Linked DNA regions of Mus musculus: all the other regions are linked to region 6. Evidence: chromatin contacts called from public HiChIP or PLAC-seq and promoter capture Hi-C data. All regions are on one chromosome and are shown on one strand. Each heading gives the region's core, a stretch centred on a gene start, on an enhancer-like site or on the middle of the called end of the contact. The rest is flanking DNA. Distances are from core to core; before and after follow the strand shown.

Evidence for each region. HiChIP or PLAC-seq counts read pairs in DNA pulled down with a chosen protein or histone mark. Capture Hi-C pulls out chosen DNA fragments and counts their contacts.
Region 1: a contact with region 6 is called in a promoter capture Hi-C map of liver. The contact joins the promoter of Smarca4 here to the promoter of Kri1 in region 6. A contact is called at or near these places in 4 of 484 Hi-C or Micro-C datasets (CD4 T cells, forebrain and muscle stem cells), 4 of 115 datasets of contacts at active chromatin or transcription factors (the SCID.adh cell line, embryonic stem cells, fibro-adipogenic progenitors and 1 more) and 3 of 9 other capture datasets (adipose tissue, embryonic stem cells and liver).
Region 2: a promoter capture Hi-C map of liver shows a contact between it and region 6, with 2.2 times the contacts expected there. The contact joins the promoter of Angptl6 here to the promoter of Kri1 in region 6. A contact is called at or near these places in 1 of 39 promoter capture datasets (pre-B cells), 1 of 15 datasets of contacts at CTCF or cohesin (the NIH/3T3 cell line), 1 of 484 Hi-C or Micro-C datasets (CD8 T cells), 2 of 115 datasets of contacts at active chromatin or transcription factors (CD8 T cells and embryonic stem cells) and 3 of 9 other capture datasets (liver, macrophages and pancreatic islet).
Region 3: a contact with region 6 is called in an H3K27ac HiChIP or PLAC-seq map of microglia, with 6 times the contacts expected there. The contact joins the promoter of Ldlr here to the promoter of Kri1 in region 6. A contact is called at or near these places in 2 of 484 Hi-C or Micro-C datasets (both in embryonic stem cells) and 5 of 115 datasets of contacts at active chromatin or transcription factors (astrocytes, bone marrow-derived dendritic cells, memory CD8 T cells and 2 more).
Region 4: a contact with region 6 is called in a promoter capture Hi-C map of pancreatic islet. The contact joins the promoter of Dnmt1 here to the promoter of Kri1 in region 6. A contact is called at or near these places in 3 of 484 Hi-C or Micro-C datasets (embryonic stem cells and regulatory T cells), 2 of 115 datasets of contacts at active chromatin or transcription factors (embryonic stem cells and pancreatic cancer cells) and 2 of 9 other capture datasets (adipose tissue and pancreatic islet).
Region 5: an H3K27ac HiChIP or PLAC-seq map of microglia shows a contact between it and region 6, with 6 times the contacts expected there. The contact joins the promoter of S1pr2 here to the promoter of Kri1 in region 6. A contact is called at or near these places in 2 of 39 promoter capture datasets (cranial neural crest and neural stem cells), 1 of 484 Hi-C or Micro-C datasets (muscle stem cells) and 3 of 115 datasets of contacts at active chromatin or transcription factors (CD8 T cells, the SCID.adh cell line and microglia).

What each region holds. Positions count from the first base shown.
Region 1 is chr9:21,614,688-21,618,173 of GRCm38.p6, reverse strand. It overlaps Smarca4 (SWI/SNF related, matrix associated, actin dependent regulator of chromatin, subfamily a, member 4), which reads right to left and starts at 2,005. Exons shown (of 34, transcript NM_001174078.1): 1 at 1,774-2,005.
Region 2 is chr9:20,877,747-20,881,057 of GRCm38.p6, reverse strand. It overlaps Angptl6 (angiopoietin-like 6), which reads left to right and starts at 1,348. Exons shown (of 6, transcript NM_145154.2): 1 at 1,348-1,455; 2 at 2,455-3,009. The coding sequence starts at 2,464.
Region 3 is chr9:21,722,079-21,725,508 of GRCm38.p6, reverse strand. It overlaps Ldlr (low density lipoprotein receptor), which reads right to left and starts at 1,933. Exons shown (of 18, transcript NM_010700.3): 1 at 1,665-1,933. The coding sequence starts at 1,731. It overlaps Gm26511 (a long non-coding RNA gene), which reads left to right and starts at 2,153. Exons shown (of 4, transcript XR_001779098.2): 1 at 2,153-3,430.
Region 4 is chr9:20,951,715-20,955,015 of GRCm38.p6, reverse strand. It overlaps Dnmt1 (DNA methyltransferase (cytosine-5) 1), which reads left to right and starts at 2,037. Exons shown (of 39, transcript NM_001199431.1): 1 at 2,037-2,308. The coding sequence starts at 2,229.
Region 5 is chr9:20,975,068-20,978,524 of GRCm38.p6, reverse strand. It overlaps S1pr2 (sphingosine-1-phosphate receptor 2), which reads left to right and starts at 1,732. Exons shown (of 2, transcript NM_010333.4): 1 at 1,732-1,927.
Region 6 is chr9:21,285,999-21,289,395 of GRCm38.p6, reverse strand. Kri1 (KRI1 homolog) reads left to right here and starts at 1,427. Exons shown (of 19, transcript NM_145416.3): 1 at 1,427-1,536; 2 at 1,624-1,697; 3 at 2,712-2,817. The coding sequence starts at 1,443. It overlaps Cdkn2d (cyclin dependent kinase inhibitor 2D), which reads left to right. Exons shown (of 2, transcript NM_009878.3): 2 at 64-933. The coding sequence ends at 423.

The DNA of each region.
Region 1 (3,486 bases), core at 756-3,255, 330 kb before region 6:
GGTGGCACACACCTTTAATCCCAGCACTCAGGAGGCAGAGGCAGGCAAATTTCTAAGTTCAAGGCCACCTTGGTCTACAGAGTGAGTTCCAGGACAGCTAGGGCTATACAGAGAAACCCTGTCTGGAAAAACAAAAAACAAACAAAACTGAATTAATTAAAAAAAAAAAAAAACAAGGGCAGGAGAGATGGCTCAGTGGTTAAGAGCACTGACTGCCTTTTAGAAGGTCCTGAGTTCAAATCCCAGCAACCACATGGTGGCTCACAATTATCCGAAATGAGAGTCTGAAGACAGCTACAGTGTACTTAGATATAATAATAAATAAATCTTAAAAAATAAAAAATAATAAATAAATAAAAATAAAACATAAGTGGCCTTAAGGGCTTTGCTAATGCAAGAGTTTAATCCCAGTACTCAGAGGGCAGAGGCGGCCAATCTGTGTGAATTTGAGGGCAGCCGGTAACAGAGTTCTAGGACAGCCAGGACTATACAGTGAGAACAGAAGGGGGCCAGGAGAATCAAAACAAACCCAAAACTTCTTAATGAATTAATACACATGCAGGCCAAGGAGAAACGTCCCCATATTTACTGCCCATTCCCCTACCAGACATGTAACACAAAGTAAAAGATTCAACTATCTGCTGGACCAGTCAAGAACAAAGAACAGGGCAGGAAGCCTGGCTGAACATCATCCCAGCACTTGGGAGGTGGAGGCAGCAAAGTGAGGATGAAGCCAGCCTGGTCTACATGAGGAGCTGGATGTCAGCCTAGGTTATAAGAGTCTGTCTTCAAAATCAGAATAATGATGATGTAGGAACGATTTGCCTAGTTCTTCCCAATCCTAACAGCGAAAGTAATTCCCTTGTACAAAGGAGGAAACCAAGAGGTTTGGCGAGATTAGCGATTTCGCCTAAGGCCACACAGCAAGCTGACAGCAGCCGGCGCTGGGCATCAAACTCAAAGGCTGTCTGTCAGTTCAAACAAAAACTTGTTTCTAGTTCCTGAGGAGTCACTGGAGGTAAAAGGGATCAAGTAGATGTCTTCGGACCCGCACAAAACACTTGCCTTCGGTGTTTTAAAATAAAAAACCCTATCTTAAAAACTGGGAAGGGCCAAGGGACTCAAAAGAAAAACAATGCCGCCGAGAGCAAACGTCCCCAGGCATCTTTCACTTTTTAGGCAAACATTTTGAAGCCATGGAAGAAATTCTTTATTTTTCCTTCAAAATCTGCAATAATGAAATTTATCAAAAAAAAAAATAATAAACATGAAGAAAGTAAGGTCTGGAGACCGAAGAGGGCTCATGACTGTGTCCAAGCTACACTGGGCATCAATAACTGAGGTAAAAATGTTGCTCCCGACGCCCGACCACAGGGCATTGGGATCCCACCCGTTACAAACGAGGCCAGAAAAGCCCACGACACCTAGCCACTGTTCAAAGTTGGGGTCCACAGAAATTAAAGTGGGGGATCTGGATCTCTGAAACGCCAAAGGGAAGAAGCTTTGTCCAAGACCCTACGAGAACGCGCGCGCGGCCTTCACGCGGCCCAGAGCCACCCGCCTCGCCGGCCACAGTCAGGAAGCCGCCGCGGTCTCGCTGCACTGCGGCCTGAGACGCGCGCGCAGGGCTTCTTGACCCTCAGGCGCCGCCGTACCGCGACCCCGCTTTGGTCGCCCAGCTGCCCCCTCCCCCTCCCGGCGCCTCCGCTTCATTCAAACCGTCTTGCCCAAGCCCCGGGAGCCTGGTTCCGCCCGGGAGCCTCCATTCCTTACCTGGAGGTAACGGCGCCGTAACCTTCCTGGCGCCGCCCCCAACCCTCCACGAGGGGTCGGGGACAGAGTGGGCGTCTCGCTTCTCCTCAGGAAACAAAGAAGCCGTCTCCGCCGCTGCCAAGCGAGTGGGAAAGCCTCGCGCGCGCGCCCGCTGGGCTTCGCCAGGCCACCCCCCCCCACCGCACGCGCCCGCCGCGCGCCCCCGCCTCCCTGTCTACCCGCTCCACTTGCCCTGCTTCCGCTGCCCGGCCGGCCTCGTGCGCGCGCCAGCCCACCCTTCCGCTCTCTGCGCGCATGCTCAGCCATTCGCTGTGCGCACGCGTACTAGTCCTTTGAGGGCGCGAGGAGGTGGGCGGGCCCAGAGGCTGCACAAGATCCTGGTGCACCGCCCCTGTGGGGGGCTCGGGGCGGCTCTGCGCAAGCGCACATCTACCTCCCAGGCACGAAACTGGGCCTCAAGCCGGGAGGCATGCGCAGTGGGGGTAGCACTGCGGCGACGCTTAAAGGTTGGGGGAGGGGGTGGGTGGTCCAGATGGGAGATAGTAAGGATGAAATTAAAGTCCTCAGGCTCGGAGCAGTTGGAGCACCCAGGGAGGAAAGAGAAGCGGAGAGATGGCCAAGCTATCCCAGGACCGGCAGAGCCCACGCGGTGCTAAGTGCAGGCCCGGGAAACGCTTTGATCCTGGTTCTGGCGCTGCCCTGCCTGCTCTGCAAGACTCTGCCCTGGCCACATTTCCTGCAGAACCTGCTGAGGCCCAGTAATTAGCTTTACAAATATTTATTGAGCTGCTATCGGCTACTTGCTGCCCTCTATTACAGTCTGTGGGGAGGCAACCGAATGAATAAGTAAAATACAGAGTGTGAGGTAGAAACAGCCATATTCACAATTTAACTTCTGATTTCCAAGAAAGCCATTAGCCTTGGAGCATAGAACTCTGTCCAAATCTGTAGATTCATGCCTCTGGTTGAGTTTTTAAAATATTTGGTAGTGTTCGGGAGGCAGAGGCAGGTGGATCTCTTGAGTTTGTTACCAAGGTGTTACTTGTTTTTGTTGTGTGTCTTTATGGTTTGTTTGTTTGTTTGTTTGTTTGTTTTTATTTTTTTGGTTTTTCGAGACAGGGTTTCTCTGTGTAGCCCTGGCTGTCCTGGAACTCACTCTGTAGACCAGACTGGCCTCGAACTCAAGAAATCCGCCTGCCTCTGCCTCCCGAGTGCTGGGATTAAAGGCGTGCGCCACCACGCCCGGCTGTCTTTAGTTTTTTAAGACGGGTTTTCTTTGTGTAGCCGTGGCTGTCCTGGCACTTGCTCTAGACTAAGCTGGCCTCGAACTCAGACATCTTCCTTCCTGAGTGCTGCATGCATGTACCAATCCAGCTTGGTCTTTTACATAGTGAGGTTCCAGGGCAGCCATGGATACAAAGTGAGACCTTCTCTAAGTAAACAAACAAAAGGGTGTTTTCTGCCACAAAGAACAAAAAAGAATGTTTCAGGCCATTAAATCACTGGCCTGCTACTGCCTCTTAAACGCTAGGGTTACAGACCCAAGATACCAAGACTGGCAAACTATCATGGTATTTTCGCTTGGTTGTTTTGTTTTGTTTTTGTTTTTCGAGGACAGAGTTTCTTTGTGTAGCTCTGGCTGACCTGGAACTGGATCCTGAGACCAGGGTGACCTCGAACTGACATCTACCTGCCTCTGCTTCCCCACCACCA
Region 2 (3,311 bases), core at 99-2,598, 410 kb after region 6:
TCTGAGTTTGAGGCCAGCCTGGTCTACAAAGTGAGTTCCAGGACAGCCAGGGCTACACAGAGAAACCCTGTCTTGAAAAACCAAAGAAACAAAAAAGAAAGAAAGAAAAAAAAAGAAGCCAGGTCTGCTTTGGTATGCAAAACATGTGCATGCTCGCGTGTGTGTGTGCACACACACACACTGTCCCCTGTCCCAGGGTCTGAAGCCAAACAAAAAGGTCACTCCTCTGCTTCCTGCTTATGTGTAGCATGCAAGCTCTCAGCTACTGCTCCAGGATCATGTTTGTCTATCTGTCTGTCTGCTGCCATGCTCCCTGTCATAATGGTTATAGACTCACCCTCTGAAACTGTAACCAGGCCCCCAATTAAATGCTTTCTTGTATAAGTTGGTCATGGTGTCTCTTCACAGCAGAAGAACCATGACTAAGACAAGGATCTAAAGCAAAGAGCCTCGGACAGCTCCAAAACTTGCTGGGTAGCATATGGACAGAAACATCTTGTCTGACAAGAAAGCCAACATAGTAATGAGAGCATCTGCAGGCAGGAGCCAGGAGAAGACTAACGACTAATAAGTCAACATAAAACAACCCTCAGATAAAATCTTCCTCCGCAATGTTCCCTTTTGTGTCCTCTAACATTCCAAGCCCCCTGCCCCTCGTACAATCTCCATTTCTCTAGTAAAGGACTGCCTGCTCTGTTGAGCTGATGCTGGCTTTTATTTCCATGTTGCCTTCATCAGTTCCGATCTAACACCCACTCCCACTCCCTTTTAAGACAGGGGCTCACTGGCTGGCTTGGAACTCACAGAGCTCCAACTGCTGCTGCCTCCCAGGTACTGTGATTAAGTCTGTGCTACCACATCCTAAGGTTTTGTTTCTTCTGGCAATATTGGGTACCAAGGACTTTGTAAGTGTCCTACTACTGAGCTACACCCCCAGCCCCTCACTGGGGGATTCTAGGCAGGGGCTCACACCTCTACTGGCTGCTGGGGTTAAATGAGAAAGTTTTACCCCTTTAAGGGTGTCCCCAGCGCCAGGCATCAGGGTACTCACTGATACATCATCATTGTCATGGTTGTCTGAGTCTGGAGCCCACAAGTCTACCAGGGCCTAGGGCCTCCCATGCTCTGTGAGCCTGAGAGAAAGGAAGAGACTCGTAGGGCAGTGGCCTCTGTTATCATGCTCCGGAGGCCTGGGCAAGGGGATCTGGCTATTCTGCCCAGGGTTCTCACACTGGAAATACTAAATATTTACACTTGCTGTGCTCCCAGGCTCCATCCATGCTCTGGGGGATGGGTGGTTTCCAAGTCTTCTCTCGGCTTCTGTCTTTTCAGTCTCCTGCACCCAGATACTCACCCAGAAGGACTCCCGGTCCTTCGTCCTGGTCCTTCAGGCCTTCCTCAGATTTTGTGGAATTGCCGCAAACCTCACTGGAGCCAGCGTCTGGGCTGTGAGAGGTGAGAGTGGGTAGGAGTGGATGTAGGTAGATGCTGTTTGTAGAGTGCATCTGGTCTTGATTGTGTGTGTACGGGTGTGTATGTATGTTGTCTATGTATGTGCATGTATATGTATGTGCGTATGTATGTATGTGTATGTGTGTGTGTGTGTGTATACGTTGTGTGTGGGGGGGCACAGGGAGGCTCCCAGGTCTCTCATTTACTCCAAGCTTGCCAACGAAGGCGGCCACATGTGCCCAAGACTGCCCAGTGCTTGGGAGCTGACGCCTGATGAGCAGCCACTGTAGTTGATGTACCTTGCCTCTAGCTCAGAAGTTTCCACGGCTCTCTCACTTCCCTTCTATGCCACCCCACAGGCCTCTTTGCTATGTCTTCTTTTCAGCACATCTGAAATGAGATCCAATTCCAGGACCTTTGCACTTGTGGTTTCTTCTGAGCAGGTCCAAGTGTGTGCCCGAGTGCCTGGGAGTGGTGGCATAGGGCCCTGGGTGTGAATTCTGCAGGGCAGGAGTGGGGAGTCACGAATATTAACCTGGTATGGTGGCACACACAAGCCATCTAGGGATGAAGAGGCCCAGGCAGTAGCATCCTAACCTAGTTCGGTAACAGACTGGGCTACTAGTGACACCATGTCTCAAATTAGAAAAGAGGGGCCCAGCATGAGTGATGGATGTTCCATCCCCTGCACGCCCCGCCCCCCACGCAAAATGGAAGTTTTCTCTTTAAGTGGGGGCCACCGAAGGTTCTGAGGGGAGAGGTGACCAGGTCCAAGTGTCCGGAACCGAGGATGGAGAGGGATTTGGGGTGTAAAATGATTCTGGTTGTTGTATGAACTGTGGTAAACGGACAATCTGCGCTGCGAGCTGCAGCCCAGCTCTGTTGTGGAGTACAACCGTAGGAAGTGACGCCCAGGGATCAATACTTTAGCTCTCCTTGGCTACCTTGGAGCTTTGGGACCCGTCTAGGCTAAAACAGTAGTCTCTTTCCTCTTCACTGCAGGTGACGGCCATGGGGACCGCCAGGCTACGCAAGCTGCAACTGCTGCTTCTGCTGGGCGCTTGGAGGGCGCTCGGAGGTGCCGCGCGTTGCCGCGTCACCCTAGTTTTGTCCCCGCAGAAGGCAACTAGCGCCGTCTGCAGGAGCTCAGAAGCCACCCAAGACAGCGAACTGGCCACGCTGCGCATGCGCCTGGGTCGCCACGAGGAGCTGCTGCGCGCGCTGCAAAGGCGTGCGGCGGAGGGTGGTGCGCTCGCGGACGAGGTGCGCGCACTGCGCGAGCACAGTCTCACCCTGAACACGCGCCTGGGCCAGCTGCGCGCGCAATTGCAGCAGGAGGCGAGGGCGGAGCCTGACCTGGGGGCGGAGCCTGCTGCTGCACTTGGTTTGCTAGCCGAGCGCGCGCTGGACGCTGAGGCCGAAGCGCGCCGGACGACGGCACGCCTGCAGCAGCTGGACGCACAGCTCCGTGAGCATGCGCAGCTCATGAGCCAGCATAGCAGCCTCCTCGGCCGCCTGCAACGCGCGTGCGCGGGCCCGGAACGGGGACAGCAGCAGGTAGCTGTGCCGCGCGCTCCGTGTCAGGGGCACCACCCACTGCTCATCTGGGTGAATGATTGGGGAGAGCTTCATTGGCTGCACGAAAATATTCACAGCTCCTAGGCTTACAAGCACTTTCATCATACACAAGGACTTTTTTTTTTCTTTTTTTTAGTTTTACTAGACAGGGTTTCTCTGTGTAGTCGTTGCTGTCCTGGGACTCACTCTTTACACTAGGCTGACTTTGAACTCAGAGATCCACCTGCTTCTGTCGCCCAAGTGCTGAGATTAAAGGCGTGCGCCACCACACCAGGCTTGCA
Region 3 (3,430 bases), core at 684-3,183, 440 kb before region 6:
CCACCACCACCCGACTAGTGCATGGCGAATCTTAAAACAGACAAATCGTCCAGTTAACACATGTAACCCTAACATAGAGCAAGCTGTAGTCACCGTCGTTGCTATGAGCATGAGAGTCTGGGGAGACCAGCACCGGGGCCCTTGGCCTTCCGGTGAGATGGGAAACCTCAGCTCTTGCTCAAGACTTTATAAAATGGTTTTCTTTCTTTCTTCTTGTTAAAGAAGGCAATGATGGGTGAAACGCAAGCTGAGCAGGGTATCTGGTCTAGCCTTGTCTACAATTATAACAGGATAGCTAAGTGTTTGTCTCAGTGTTCAACCTCTCCCCTCTCCCTCTCTCTTAGTCCAGGGTTCACTGTATAGCCCTGCCTGCCCTGGAAATCACAGGAATCCACCTGCCTCTGCCTTCCAGGTGCTGAGACTACAGGTGTGCCCCAGGATGCCCAGCTCAGCCAGGCTGTCTCAAGGAAGCATCCCCAGGGATTGTCCAGTTGACAGCTACTCACAGCTAACTGAAGGGCACTCCTGCCAAGCTCCTGTGGGGTCAGAACCGAAGCTGGTTCTGAGGAGGAAAAAGCAATTAAAATGTTCTTGGCCAGCCAGGCTGACTGCAAGAAAAGCAGTAACCCAGGCATTCATGGACCCTGGTTCTATCCATGGTGTCCCCAAATCCAGGCATGGTGGCACATGCCTGTCATCCCAACACTCCCGAGCTGAGGCAGGAGAATTAGGGGCTAGAGACTACACAGTGACTTATAGGCCAGCCTAGGCTACATGAGACCCTGTCTATAAAGTGAGGGAGAGGTGGAGCACTTTTCCCAGTGCTGCAAAGAAGTTGTTGGTGAGATTGTAACACCATCTCCCTTCCTGTCCAAATTCCAACGCCTCTCCTAAAACTAAAGTCCACTTTATGGATCTGTCCAATCCTACACGTTCAGAGAGTGGGAACGAACCAGGCCTGCAAAAGTCTTTGCCAGGTCCCTGGCCCTCCCTGCCTGATGGTCTCAGCTACGGGTGTCTGGGTTGCCTGAGGCACATCTGCACCAAACCAGGGAAGTAGGGACAAGGTAGGGACTGAAGGCTCACAAGGAGGACCCAGCCGGCCCGGATGTGTAGCCCCACCCCACCCGGGAGGGTCGTGCAAGCCACGCCCCTGAACATCATCCTCTTCCTCCATTGGGCGAGGGGAGTGGCTCGAGGCTCGCCTGTTCCGGCTGCACCCAATAGGAGCTCGGGGGTGCGGTGGGAGGTGGGGTTAGGGCGGAGTTTTGGGGCACGCGGCAGTAGCCGGGTTTGAGTGCAGTGTGGAGACCCCCAAGTCCTGTAACTACGACTAGCGACCCCAAAGTTGAACAGCTGGGCCTGGGTCTCCCCAGCCCTTAAAACGAATGATGGGACCCCTCCTCTTGGATTCCCTCACACATAGCTCTGAAAGACACCTCTGACTTGGGAGAGCACCCACCGGACTCCCCAAACCCACTCTGACCCCCTACAGCTCTGGCACCCTATTTCCAAAACACTTCCCTCCAGCCACGTGGGAAGGACATCACATCAAGTTCGCACGAATGGTTGTATTTCTCGACCAAAAATAAAACCACTCGGGGCTCTCCGAGTTCAGGACGGCTGCCCCTGACCCCGGGCAGGCTCCTGGCGCAAAGCCTTACCTGCAACTCCGGCAGCAGCCAGGAGCAGGGCGATGACCCAGCGACGCATCAGATCCGCGGTGCTCATCCTTAGCTTCTGCGTTGCGTCCTCACTCGGATCACAGACCCCGAAATGTTCCCGCTGCAAACACTGGATCGCGGGCCCCACGGTGTCTCGGCTGCGAATCTGGGCTCGCAAGCCTCACGGTGTCCCGGCTGCAAACTACGCCGCACGCCCAGAGTCATTCCCAGTACTAGGGGCGAGGTTTCCAGGCGGGGGAGGAGTCTGCAATGGGGTGATTTTCAAAAATCTTCACCTCACTGAGCGGGGAGGAGCTTGGAACGGCCGATGTGACATCGTCTCTTTTAACCCCTGAAGCTCCCGCAGCAGTGGGAAGTTCCTCAAATTCCTCCCACAGAATTTCACCGCTTCCCGGACACTTAGCCGCCCGCGTTGCTGTTTGAGTGTTCAAGGGACGACCCACGCCCTTCCACACCCTGGGTCGCCTTCTGACGCTTTCCTTTCCACCTCCAAAGCAAAACAGAAGTATGCGAAGCCCCCTCCCACCCCCGACCCCTACACTTCTTGCAGCAAGTTTGCTTTCCTGTCTAGGAATGGGCACATAGATTTCTGACCCAAGTACAGTTGCAGGTTTTATCTGGATCCGTCCATAAACACAAACACTCAGCGAGAAATGTATATAAAACGCGGCGGCGTGTGCGGGTGAGCGAGTTGGCTCAGTGGGTGAGGGTGCAAGCCTGAAGACCTGAGTTTGATCCCAGGGATCCACATACTGGAAGGAGAGAGAACCAGAACCAACTCCAGCAAATTGTCCTCTAACTTCCACACACACTCCCCTGTACTAATTAATTAATTAGAAAGAAGAAACATTACTTGGTTTGGGGGGTAGGACCCAGTAGTTAGAATAATTATAATTATTAATGGAAGAATTCCATAGCAAGATATGGTAACACTGAAACTAGGAAGAAGGCAGGCAGATCTCTGTGAGCAAAGTCCAAACTGGTCTGGACAGCAAGTTCCAGACTAGCCTGGGCTACACAGATTCTGTTTCCTCCTCCTCTTCTTTCCTTCTTTCTTTCTTTTCTTTCCTTTTCTTCTTTTGTTTTGTTTCTGTTTCTGTTTGTTTTGTTTTTCAAGACAAGGTTTCTCTGTGTAGCCCTGGTTGTCCTGGACTCTGTAGACCAGGCTGGCCTAGAACTCAGAGATCTGCCTGCCTCTAACTCCTGAGTGCTGGGATTAAATGTTGAGTGTTTACTACCACCCCACTACCACCTGTCAAGAGACCCTGTTTCAAAGCTAAAGTTGAAATTATTTTAAATAATTCATCTGAGAATCAATGGGTTCCTTCCTGTGTTGACAGAAATGTTGATTTTTGGTTTATTTCCTTAGGCACCTGCTGGTACCGCTTTATCCTGTTACAAGGAGTTGAACACACAGAAGGGCATCTCTTCCCTCGAAGCAAAACCAACCACATGTGGCCTTTTTCCCCTCTTGACACTGGATGGCTAAACCAGAAGGCTGTCTGCCATGGATAGAGAAGTTTTGATGAATCAAAGGCTTAGGGATTTTCTAAAAGGGACTCAGATTCTGTCCCTGCCTAGCTCCCTGCAGAACAAACCAGGGCTAGTGTGTTGGCTTAGTGCATGCAGCCAGGACTGACCTGATGTGAGTTCAAATCCGAGGACCCACATGAGAGGAGAGAACTCGTCCCTGTGACCTGCACATTCATATTGTGATGTGTCACAGGCAGTAATAAAAAAGTAAA
Region 4 (3,301 bases), core at 788-3,287, 330 kb after region 6:
ATTTCCCTCTGTATCTGTTTGTCTGACTCTTTTTTTTGTTTGTTTTTGTTTTTCGAGACAGGGTTTCTCTGTGTAGCCCTGGCTGTCCTGGAACTCACTCTGTAGACCAGGCTGGCCTTGAACTCAGAAATCCGCCTGCCGCTGCCTCCCAAGTGCTAGGATTAAAGGTGTGCACCACTACCGCTGGGCTCTTCTCTCCTTTCTTCTCCCTGTCTTTCTCTGTCTGTGTCTCTGTCTGTCTGTCTATCTGTCTGTCTGTCTGTCTCTCCTTTAGACAAGGTCCTGAATCTCACTATGTAATGAGGCTGGCTCCAATCTCCCAATCTTCCTGCATTAGATGCTAAGTGCTAGAATAGATGTCTTTTATCATGCCTGCCTCAGGATTTTTTTTTTTTTTTTATTTTATGTATATGAGTACACTGTTGCTGTCTTCAGAGACACCAGAAGAGGGCATCAAATCCCCATTACAGATGGTTGTGAGCCACCATGTGGTTGCTGGGAATTGAACTCAGGACCTCTGGAAGAGCAGTCAGTGCTCTTAACTACTGAGCCATCTCTCCATCCCCAGTGCCTCAGGATTTTTAAAGTTAGGTTTGTTGGGAAAAGTTCTTTAACAATTTCACATTTGTGTACATGTGCGTGGGTATGTGATGTCAACTTACACACATGGTCAGAGGGAGACTACTTCTGGCTCAGTTCTCTCAGCTGTCTTTCTGGTCCTCGGTCATTCTTTTATTCATCTGGTGCTAGGGATGACTCCCAAGGCTTCTGCTGTGAGGTTAATATTCTGCTGTTGAACTGTATATTCTAAATCCTTCCATACCATGTGGAAGGTAAATAGAAAATATCATTTCTCTGCGATCTGCTTTTTTTTTTTTTATTAAACCCAGATGGCAGAAGTGGTTCCTGGCCTTACCACTATACTACTTCATTGGTATATTGGTCCAGTTCACTTCTGAATTATCTTTTTAAGGAGGTGATTTCAGCTCTGATAGATGAAGCCACTGAGGAAGAGTCCAGATGGTGTGCTCATGGTCGTTTTAGAGGACAAGGGGGTGAAGATGGGGTTAGACGGGAGGCCTTTTGTTTAAGGGTTCATGTATTTCTTACCAAAATGGTAACAAAAGATGAGCAGAAGGGGAGGGGGATAGAGTTATGCCTATAGTTTCTCCTTCTGAAGATGTAAGTTCCAGAAATATGGATCATGGACATATAGTTAGACACTACAGAACCACACATTTCATCTTCCAGTGAAGATGGTAGTTACAGTGGGGCATACCCATAAATCCATCACTCAAGACCAGAGAGAGGCAGGAGGTCTGAACTTTAAGATCAACCATATTATCTATTGTATAGATAGTAAAGTCAAGCCTATCTTGGGTTAAAAAATTGTTGGTGCATTTAAGAGCAGTGTCCACAGCGGCCTTCCCCTGGAAGTGGAGTTACAGGGCTTCGAGTGGCTGGATGTGGGTGGGTGCTCTCCAGGGAGGAAGCTAGCCACTGCGCAGACAAGCCCACTTTTGTTTGTTTTGTTTTGAGACTGGCTTTCTCTGTGTGGCTCTGGCTGTCCTAGAACTCCACTGTATAGACTTGGCTGACCTCAAACTGAGATCTGCCTGCCTCTGCCTCCTTAGTGTAAGGGACTGCAGGCATGCGCCACCACCGCCTACCTTTTTCCTTTTTCAAGAAGATTTTGTTTTTAGACCAGGCTCAATACACAGAGATCCTCTGGCTTTTGCATTCTGAGTGCTGGAATCAAATGCATGCATGCCACAGCCTCTGCCAGACTCAAAAGATTTTTTTTTTTTTAAAGTTGTGTTTGTGCATGTGAGTGCAATGCCCATAGAGGCCAGAAGAGGCTGTAGGACCCCCTGGAAGTGGAATTACAGGGGCTTGGAGCGGCTGGATGCGGGTGCTGGCAAGCAAACCAGAGTCATCCTCTGCAAGAGCAGCACTACCTGCTCTCAAGTGCCGAGCCACCTCTTCAGGCAAGGGGGAGGTGGGTGGCGCCAGTCGCAGCACGGACGAGCCCACTATAGCCAGGAGGTGTGGGTGCCTCCGTTGCGCGCATGCGCACTCCCTTCGGGCATAGCATGGTCTTCCCCCACTCTCTTGCCCTGTGTGGTACATGCTGCTTCCGCTTGCGCCGCCCCCTCCCAATTGGTTTCCGCGCGCGCGAAAAAGCCGGGGTCTCGTTCAGAGCTGTTCTGTCGTCTGCAACCTGCAAGATGCCAGCGCGAACAGCTCCAGCCCGAGTGCCTGCGCTTGCCTCCCCGGCAGGCTCGCTCCCGGACCATGTCCGCAGGCGGTAGGTGCCACGCAGGGTGGGGGTGAGGGGCGGGACCGATGCCGAGGCATATATTGGGGGTATCTCCGGGTGGCCCTGCGGCCGCTGACAGCCAGGGCGCGCATGCGCGGGGCAGCGTTTGGCGCGGGCTGTGCTTCCTGTCGCGCGTGCCCTTAGCTGTTGGCGCCAAAATGGGTGGGGGCCGGGGTGCTGGCAAGCCCATTGACTGGGAGCTTGAGGGAGCAAGGGGATCAGCCCTCTGAAATAGAACAAGCTTGGGGACACCCTCAGGGGTTCCCCTCTTTGGTCAGCCAGGCTCCTGGGTGTGCAGGAAGTGCCCCTCTCCCGGCCTGTGGACACCCTGAAGCCCCCACTCCGCTCCAGCCTCCACTTCCGGTGCCCTGCAGATCCCGCCGCGCCCACCCGAGGGTCCCTCCGCCGGTTCCCCTGGCCCTGGTTCAGAAGGGCCCTCCTTCCCAGCCCCGCTGTCAAGTCCTAGGACCTTTTCTCTCTCATCCTGCCGGGCCGGGCCTGGGCAGCTTGAAGCCCTCGTGGGATTTTGTTTTGTTTTCATCCTAACGTAAAGGAGCTCCTGCGATCCTGGAGCTATCAAAGAGACTCTGCCTGGAAAGAGCTGGTGCTGCAGAATGGGCCCTCCACTTTGGCAGTGACATAACTCTGTCCCGAGATCCCAGAGCAATCGAGGAAACCTTTAACTCCATTCAAAGTGTTTATCAGGGGGAAGGAAAGATGAATGGTAGTGAGATGTCTCGGCCCCCGCCCTATTATTTTAGCCCCTGTAAACCAGTTCTTTCGGTCCTGGCGCCATCGAGGAAGCTTTTTACATTGTCCAGTGTTTATTTCGAGGAGTGAGGGATGGCAGGTAAAGTCCCCCATTTCAGTGCATATGAATCCCCCCTCTCCCCCCCCCCTCCCCAAGCAATCAAGGAAGACCTGGGTAATGGGCCCTCCACTAGTACCTTCCACGCCTCCATGAGGACGGCTGTGTGCAAG
Region 5 (3,457 bases), core at 483-2,982, 310 kb after region 6:
AGAACTTGCTATGGAACAGAAGAGGGCTTTGGACTCCCCATCCTCCTGCCTCCACCCACTGAAGTGCAGGGATGCTAGGCTTGCAAACAGTGACCCGCTTACTTATTTATTTTTGGGGTGTTGGAGACAGAACACAGGGCCCTGTGCATGAGAGGAAGTACTGTAACTAACACTGAGCCGCCTGCCTCCATAAACATCTCAATGCCGACATAAGGCACAATGTTAAACACAGCAAGGGAAACACTGTTCGCTCTTAGGGAGCTTATGTTTGGGTGTGCAATTTACACTTTTGTGTGTTTATTTTTTTTTGTTTTTAATTATGTGTAATTGTGGGTATGTGCATGTGTGTACACGGGCCCTTGAGGCTGAAAGGGTCAGATCCCCTGGGGCTGGACTCAGAAGTTGTCAGGTCTGTGGGTGCTGGGACATTCTGTTCTCTGCAAGAGCAGGAAGTGCTCTTGACCATTAGAGGCACCTCTTTAGCGCCTTTTAAAAATTTATTAATTTTAACTTTATACCCATGTGCGTGCATGCACGTGGGTGTGTACATGTACGTGGGTGTGTGCATGTGCCTCAGCAGCAGGCCTTGGAGGTCACAGGACAACTTGCAGGAATTGGTTCTCAATTTCCACCTTGTGGGTCCCAGGCAAGGCCTTACCCACTGACAACTCACAGCCTCCTGGAACTCACTCTGTAGACCAGGCTGGCCTTGAACTCAGAAATTCGCCTGCCTCTGCCTCCCGAGTGCTGGGATTAAAGGCGTGCACCACCACGCCCGGTTTTGTTATTCTTTTTTAAATGCATTTATTATTATTGTACATGTATCAGTGAATGAATGTAGGTGCAGCAATGCCAGTGTGCCCTGTGGAGGTCAGAGGCCAACTTTGCTTCCAGGGACTGACCTCAGGTCAGGCTTCCAGACAAGCCCTTTCCCCTCCCTGCCTAGTGGAGCTGGACAGCTGACCTTCTGTCACTCACTCTAATTTTGGATTTTTTTTTCACCCTGAGTTGTTTGGAGGGAAGGAGCCAACAGGATCATGTGATCCAGATTGGCCTTGAACTCTAAAACAAACCTCCTGCTTCTACTTCACAAGTTTGGAATTAGAGGCCCAAGCCACCATTCCATATTTTTGCAGTGTTGAGGATGCATGCTAGGCAAACACTCAACCACCTGCCTCCACATCCCTGCCTGTTGTTTTTCAGAAAGGGTCTTGAGCAGGCAGTGGCTTAAGGTTGCTAAGAGGACCCTGAACTCCTGATCTTCCCACCTCCCAGGTGGCAGATGCTGGAATGACAGGCATATGTGCCACAAAGCCCAGTTGGATCTGGGAGTTCTTACCAAGTCTTCTGTTTGGGGGGCTGGGTATGATACAGTGTAGGAATTTATTTCTTGTAGAAACACATAGTAGGTGCTTAATCTTGAATTGCTGAGTTCTCACATAGTAGGTAAGTGTGATTTCCTCCATTTCCAGGTCCCAAGCATTAGCCTGGCGCTAAGCCAAATGGAATACAGTTGTTTCAGTACTAGGTCACCTGGGTTAAGAGAGCTGTGACGTCACGCGGCCGTGACATCATGCCACGGCAGTTCTCACGAGTGGGGGTTGGGAGGAGCAGGGCAGGAGTGTGTGTGTGGGGGTGTGGACAAAGGGGCCCTGCTCTTCCCCCGTGCGCGCCCTGGCTAACTGGCGGGCCACATCTGGAATTCATTGCAAGTCGCCGCCGGAAAGAGGAGGAGAGGAGGGCGGGGCGAGCAGGGAGTTGGGGCCGGAGGCAGCGGCTCTGCCCGCCTCTCTCTTGTCCTGGGTCCCCAACTCCGGGACATAGACCGAGCACAGCCAACAGTCTCCAAAACCAACCACTGGCTGTCCCGGGGCGCAGACGCCAAGGCCACTCAGGCCAGGGCAGGGACCCCGGCCGGCCTAGCCAGGTGAGCGCGCGGGGCAGAGGGGAGGTTCCGATCTGGGCGGCCGCGGTTCACGGAGACCCTGAGATCCCAGCTGGGGGGCCCGGTCCGGGGTCAGGCGCTCGTACAGGCGTTGCACGCGCTGCTCCAGGCTCTGCTGCACCGAGGGAACAGATCATCTACCATGCGCCCCTGCCCACTACTCCAGGCAGCTCGCCACCTACTCAGTGGCGCACCCCCAGACTGAGCTCCCCGCCTTCCTTCGGGCAGGAAGTTGGCGCTGAAGAGAAAGGCGGAATCCGAGCGCTTTGAGCTGGAGACTTTGCAAGACTGGATGGGGGTTCTCAGGAAGCAGGGTTTGGGGCAGTGAGGTTGTTGGGGAGAGGTGCAGCATCCCTTCTTCTCTGTCTCCGGCTAGGATGAAAGGTGCTACGGACGAGCGAGCGGGGAAAGCTTTCAGAGTTCATGGGCGGGGTCCCCGGCGAAGGCCGTCGCCCCACCGCCTGTGAGACTAGTTTTTTGCCTCAGTTTCCAGTTAGTTGCCCCTCTCTTTCAGTCTCTCTTTCGGAAGAATCACTTTGTATCGAAGGAAAGGGACATTAACTGCAAAGTCCAGGTGTCTCCTTTTCCTAGCTCAGGGATGGGGCGTAGGAGTGAAGGAAGGCACGCGTGGCGTGGAGTCCGCGTTGTCGCGGGCTACACGGCGTTGGGACCTCGCCCCCCTCTAGAGCATGGGTTGACTCACCCGGGGATTTCCACCTCCCCACCCCCGTCCCTATCCTTGTTGTTAGATGCCCGAGGCGACACCCGCAGAGCCTACTGTCCCCTGCGGGGCAACATGGGAGCATCACTGAGGGGGGGGGAGGGAATGAAGTAGCTGTAGTTACTCTCTCCAGTGCCCCAGGAATCTGGATGTGGGGGGCCTCTGGTGGGGTGCAGAAATGTGGCCACCCCCTGTTGCTTTGTGCAGGATAGGGACATCCTGCGCGCGTGTCGGGGTCTCAGGAGAGAGAGATGGCGCCGCCCCAGCGCAAGCGAGTGTGGATACCACGCATTCCTCGGCCTGATAAGGAGCTGGAGAGTGCTGCCTGAGCCAGGCGGGTCTTACTGTCGCCAAGGAGACGCGCCCGGCTTCAGCTTCCTATAGTGGTAGGGTAGGGGTGCTGCCAGGAGATGTCCCCATGCTTTGCATGCGAACGAGCCCCCCAATTTCAGGCTCTTTCATTCATTCATGCGCCTGCCTCGCTTGCACCAAGCAAGAGAGGCTGAGGGTGAACTTGGTAGCTGGCCTCACACGATACTGTGGAAAACAAGATCATTTCCGATGATAAAGTCAGATGCTCTGATAGAAATTAGGGGTGGGCTGTGCTGGGTAAAATGCCTTATTTCTTTAATCCCAGTGCTCAGGAGACTGAGTTAAGGGGCATCTTTGTGAACTCAAGGCCAACCTGATCTACGAAATGAGTTTCTGGTCAACCCGGATTACACAGTAAGACCCTGTCCCAAAAACAAAACAAAAAGAGAAGATAGTTCCTGAAGGCCTAGACAGTGACA
Region 6 (3,397 bases), core at 178-2,677:
CTTTATTCTACCTGACCCTTCTCCAATGGGAACCTCCTGACTTTCTCCTCCCCACCCCCATAGGTCATGATGTTTGGAAGTCCAGCAGTTGCTTTGGAGCTCCTGAAGCAAGGTGCCAGCCCCAATGTCCAAGATGCCTCCGGTACTAGTCCTGTGCATGATGCGGCTCGCACCGGGTTCCTGGACACCCTGAAGGTTCTGGTGGAGCATGGTGCTGATGTCAATGCCCTGGACAGCACTGGGTCGCTCCCCATCCATCTGGCGATAAGAGAGGGCCATAGCTCCGTGGTCAGCTTCCTAGCTCCTGAATCTGATCTCCACCACAGGGACGCTTCCGGTCTCACTCCCCTGGAGTTGGCTCGGCAGAGAGGGGCTCAGAACCTCATGGACATTCTGCAGGGGCACATGATGATCCCAATGTGACCCAAGGCCACTGTCTCCAGCCTTACTGGGTTACTTGTCAACAAAAGAGGAAAGAAACTTTCTCTTTTCACACCTGTCCATTGAAGAAGGGAGTGGGAGGAGCAGTTTGTGGTTTATTGGTGTTGATTTCTTGAGTGTGTGTGTTTGGGGGGTGTTTCTCATTTGTTTTTCTCACCCCTTTTGGTGTGTTGGACAAAGAAGGGGCTCCTACAGGCAACAGCCATCTAAACGGTTCAGTTTCCTCTGCACTGGGGCTGCACCAGGGCAGGGGTTTAAAGCCCTAGCCTCAGAGTGAGGTCATCACTTCCCGGGCCCCTTGGAAGCTGGTGACCTTGGCAGGCTGTGCTCAGAGAGCCCTGAAGTGTGAGCCATCTACTTTGGGCATGTGAGGGGGAAGGGAAAGCATTTCAAATCAATTAAAAGGATAACATGAGTTCATTTTTCTTTCTTGGAAGGTTTCCAGTCTGTTGTACAGAGTTTGAAATATAAATATTTATTGCTTTATGGAAAGAAATTGTTTTGTGTGATTATTTTATGTTTTGGCCCATTAAACTAAGACAGCGATGATGACTTCAGATTTAGGAGTCTGGAATGGGGTGGGTATTCGGAGGGTAGGATGGGACTATGGATGGTGTAGGGTGCTGGGGTTGTCGACACGGTCATTCCCAGGGCGTCAGGGTAACTGAGTTGGGTGGGGCAGCGGTCGGGTGCTGTCGGAACGGAAGAGAGGCAGGAAACCGCGAGTGTAGAAAGGGGCCCCCAGATGTCAGCTGGGTGCCGGGAGCCGTCAGGGTGGAGAAGGGTGGGCGGTGGCTTGTGGCCTTTCCCCGCAGAGGCTTGTCCCGGTGGGTGTGGCCTGCTGAGCAAAAGGCCTACGGGATCCTGGAAGAACGGAGGGTGGAGCAAACTGCGTCTGCAGTGGACATGCTCCTTAAGAAAAGCCCTCAGGGGGCGTGCCGGAGAGAAGCCACACCCCGGAGGGGCGGTTGCACGCGTGCGCGCTAGGTCTCACAGCCGCCATGCCGGAACCGCGCGCCTCTGGGTGCCTAAAGGTGAACGCAGCGTTTGCTGCGCGCTACAGCCGTTACCGCGAGCGTGAGGAACTTCAGCGACGTGAGTGAGGGGCGCCTGCGCAGGCCAAGGTGTGGGGAACTGGGTCTGGTGATGGTAGCTATGAGGAACCCCGTGTATATTCCACAGTGAAAGATCGCTATGGAGATCCGGACGTCGGTGGCGACTCCAGTTCCGAGTCTGACTCCAGCGATGAGCATGTGGTGAGCTTCCGCAACCCGGCTTCGCGTCCTACCCATGTACATGGGGCTTTCCCTAACCGGGCTTGGTTGTCCCGGAGTCTTCAGGACCCGCCCCCATGCGTAGAGTGACAGGCAGTACCCTCCTCAACTCAGGGATCGCCAAATACATCCTCCTTTCTGGAAGAGACTCCAAGCCTCCCAACCACTGAGCTCTCAGTTGGATGCACAGAGGTGCCTTACCCTATGGGGATGTTCTTGATTTCCCTCCCCATCCCTTAAGTGACAGATAGGCCCTTCCTGGTGGTCACTGAATTTACCTACTTTGCTAACTTAGCCGCAAGACTCCTAGAGCACCCCAATTTATATATACAGCGGGAGTCTGACCCTAACCCCATGTATTGCATCTAAATCCCTTGAGTAACAAGCACCATTTCCCTTGTATCTAGGGATTTACCAAATCCTTCCTATTTCCCCAGAAGGACCGAGCACCTTATCTTAATCTCATAGGGTCCTATAAGAACATCTAGGTCCACACCCTCATCCATTGGGTGACAATATCTAGGAGATACCAAATCCTCACTACTATCCAGATGTGGCTCCAGACTTCCCATCAGAACTCCTCCACTAACCCAGTAGAGCCCTCCCTATGCCTAGAGATTGTCATATCCTGTCTACTTTATCTTCACTTTATCCTCCATCACCACAGATACCTCACCATCCTGATTAGTGGTCCCTAGGAACCACATTTCCACTCCTAAACGCAAGAGTCTGATGTGGCAGTATCTAGTACACCACGTGGGGCTCCAGTGTCCTATTGAGATTGCACTTCTCTGCCCAACGCTTCCTTTACTCTTGTCAAAGCCACAGCTGCCCAGACACAGCACTGTGTATGCTTCTCCTCCTTTCCTCCCTCCCCTCCACTCAGGCCTCAAGGTTGCTGGGCCCTGCTGAAGCCTGTTCTCATATGTCACCACCCTACCTGCATGTGTCCCAACTTCCTCCTGAAGTCAACCCTACTTCCTTTTCCTGCTCTAGGAATTTGATCCCCAGCAGGAGAGAGACTTTTACAGGACTCTGTCCTTGCTGAAGAAGAAGGACCCTCGAATTTACCAGAAAGATGCTACCTTCTATCAGAGAACAGGTGGGGCGGGGGATCTTCTCTAAGTGTCGTAGTGTGGATGGAATTGAGTTGTTGAATGAAGTGTATGCCTTCCCAGAGTGGCAGTGTATAACCCATAATCAGTACTCAGGAGGCTGATAACTCAGGGCTCAGGGCCAGGCTGAGTTACATAATGAGATCCTGTGTCAAAAAACCCAGAAAGGCTGGGAATGGGGTGGGTTGGTAAAGCAGTTGCCATGCTAAGCTGAAGACCTGAGCTTTATCCTGAGAAATCACAGGATAGAAACTGGTGGGCAGCCGGGCGGTGGTGGCACACGCCTTTAATCCCAGCACTCGGGAGGCAGAGGCAGAGGCAGGTGGATTTCTGAGTTCGAGGCCAGCCTGGTCTACAGAGTGAGTTCCAGGACAGCCAGGGCTATATAGAGAAACCCTGTCTCGAAAAACCAAAAAAAAAAAAAAAAAAAAAAAAAAAAAACTGGTCGGCACACGCATCGGTGCTGTTGGTGCCAGGTAAGCGGAGACGGACAGCTCCTGGGAGGCTCGACGGGATGCCTCAGCCAGTGGTGCTGCACACCTTTAATCCCAAAACACTCCAGAGGCA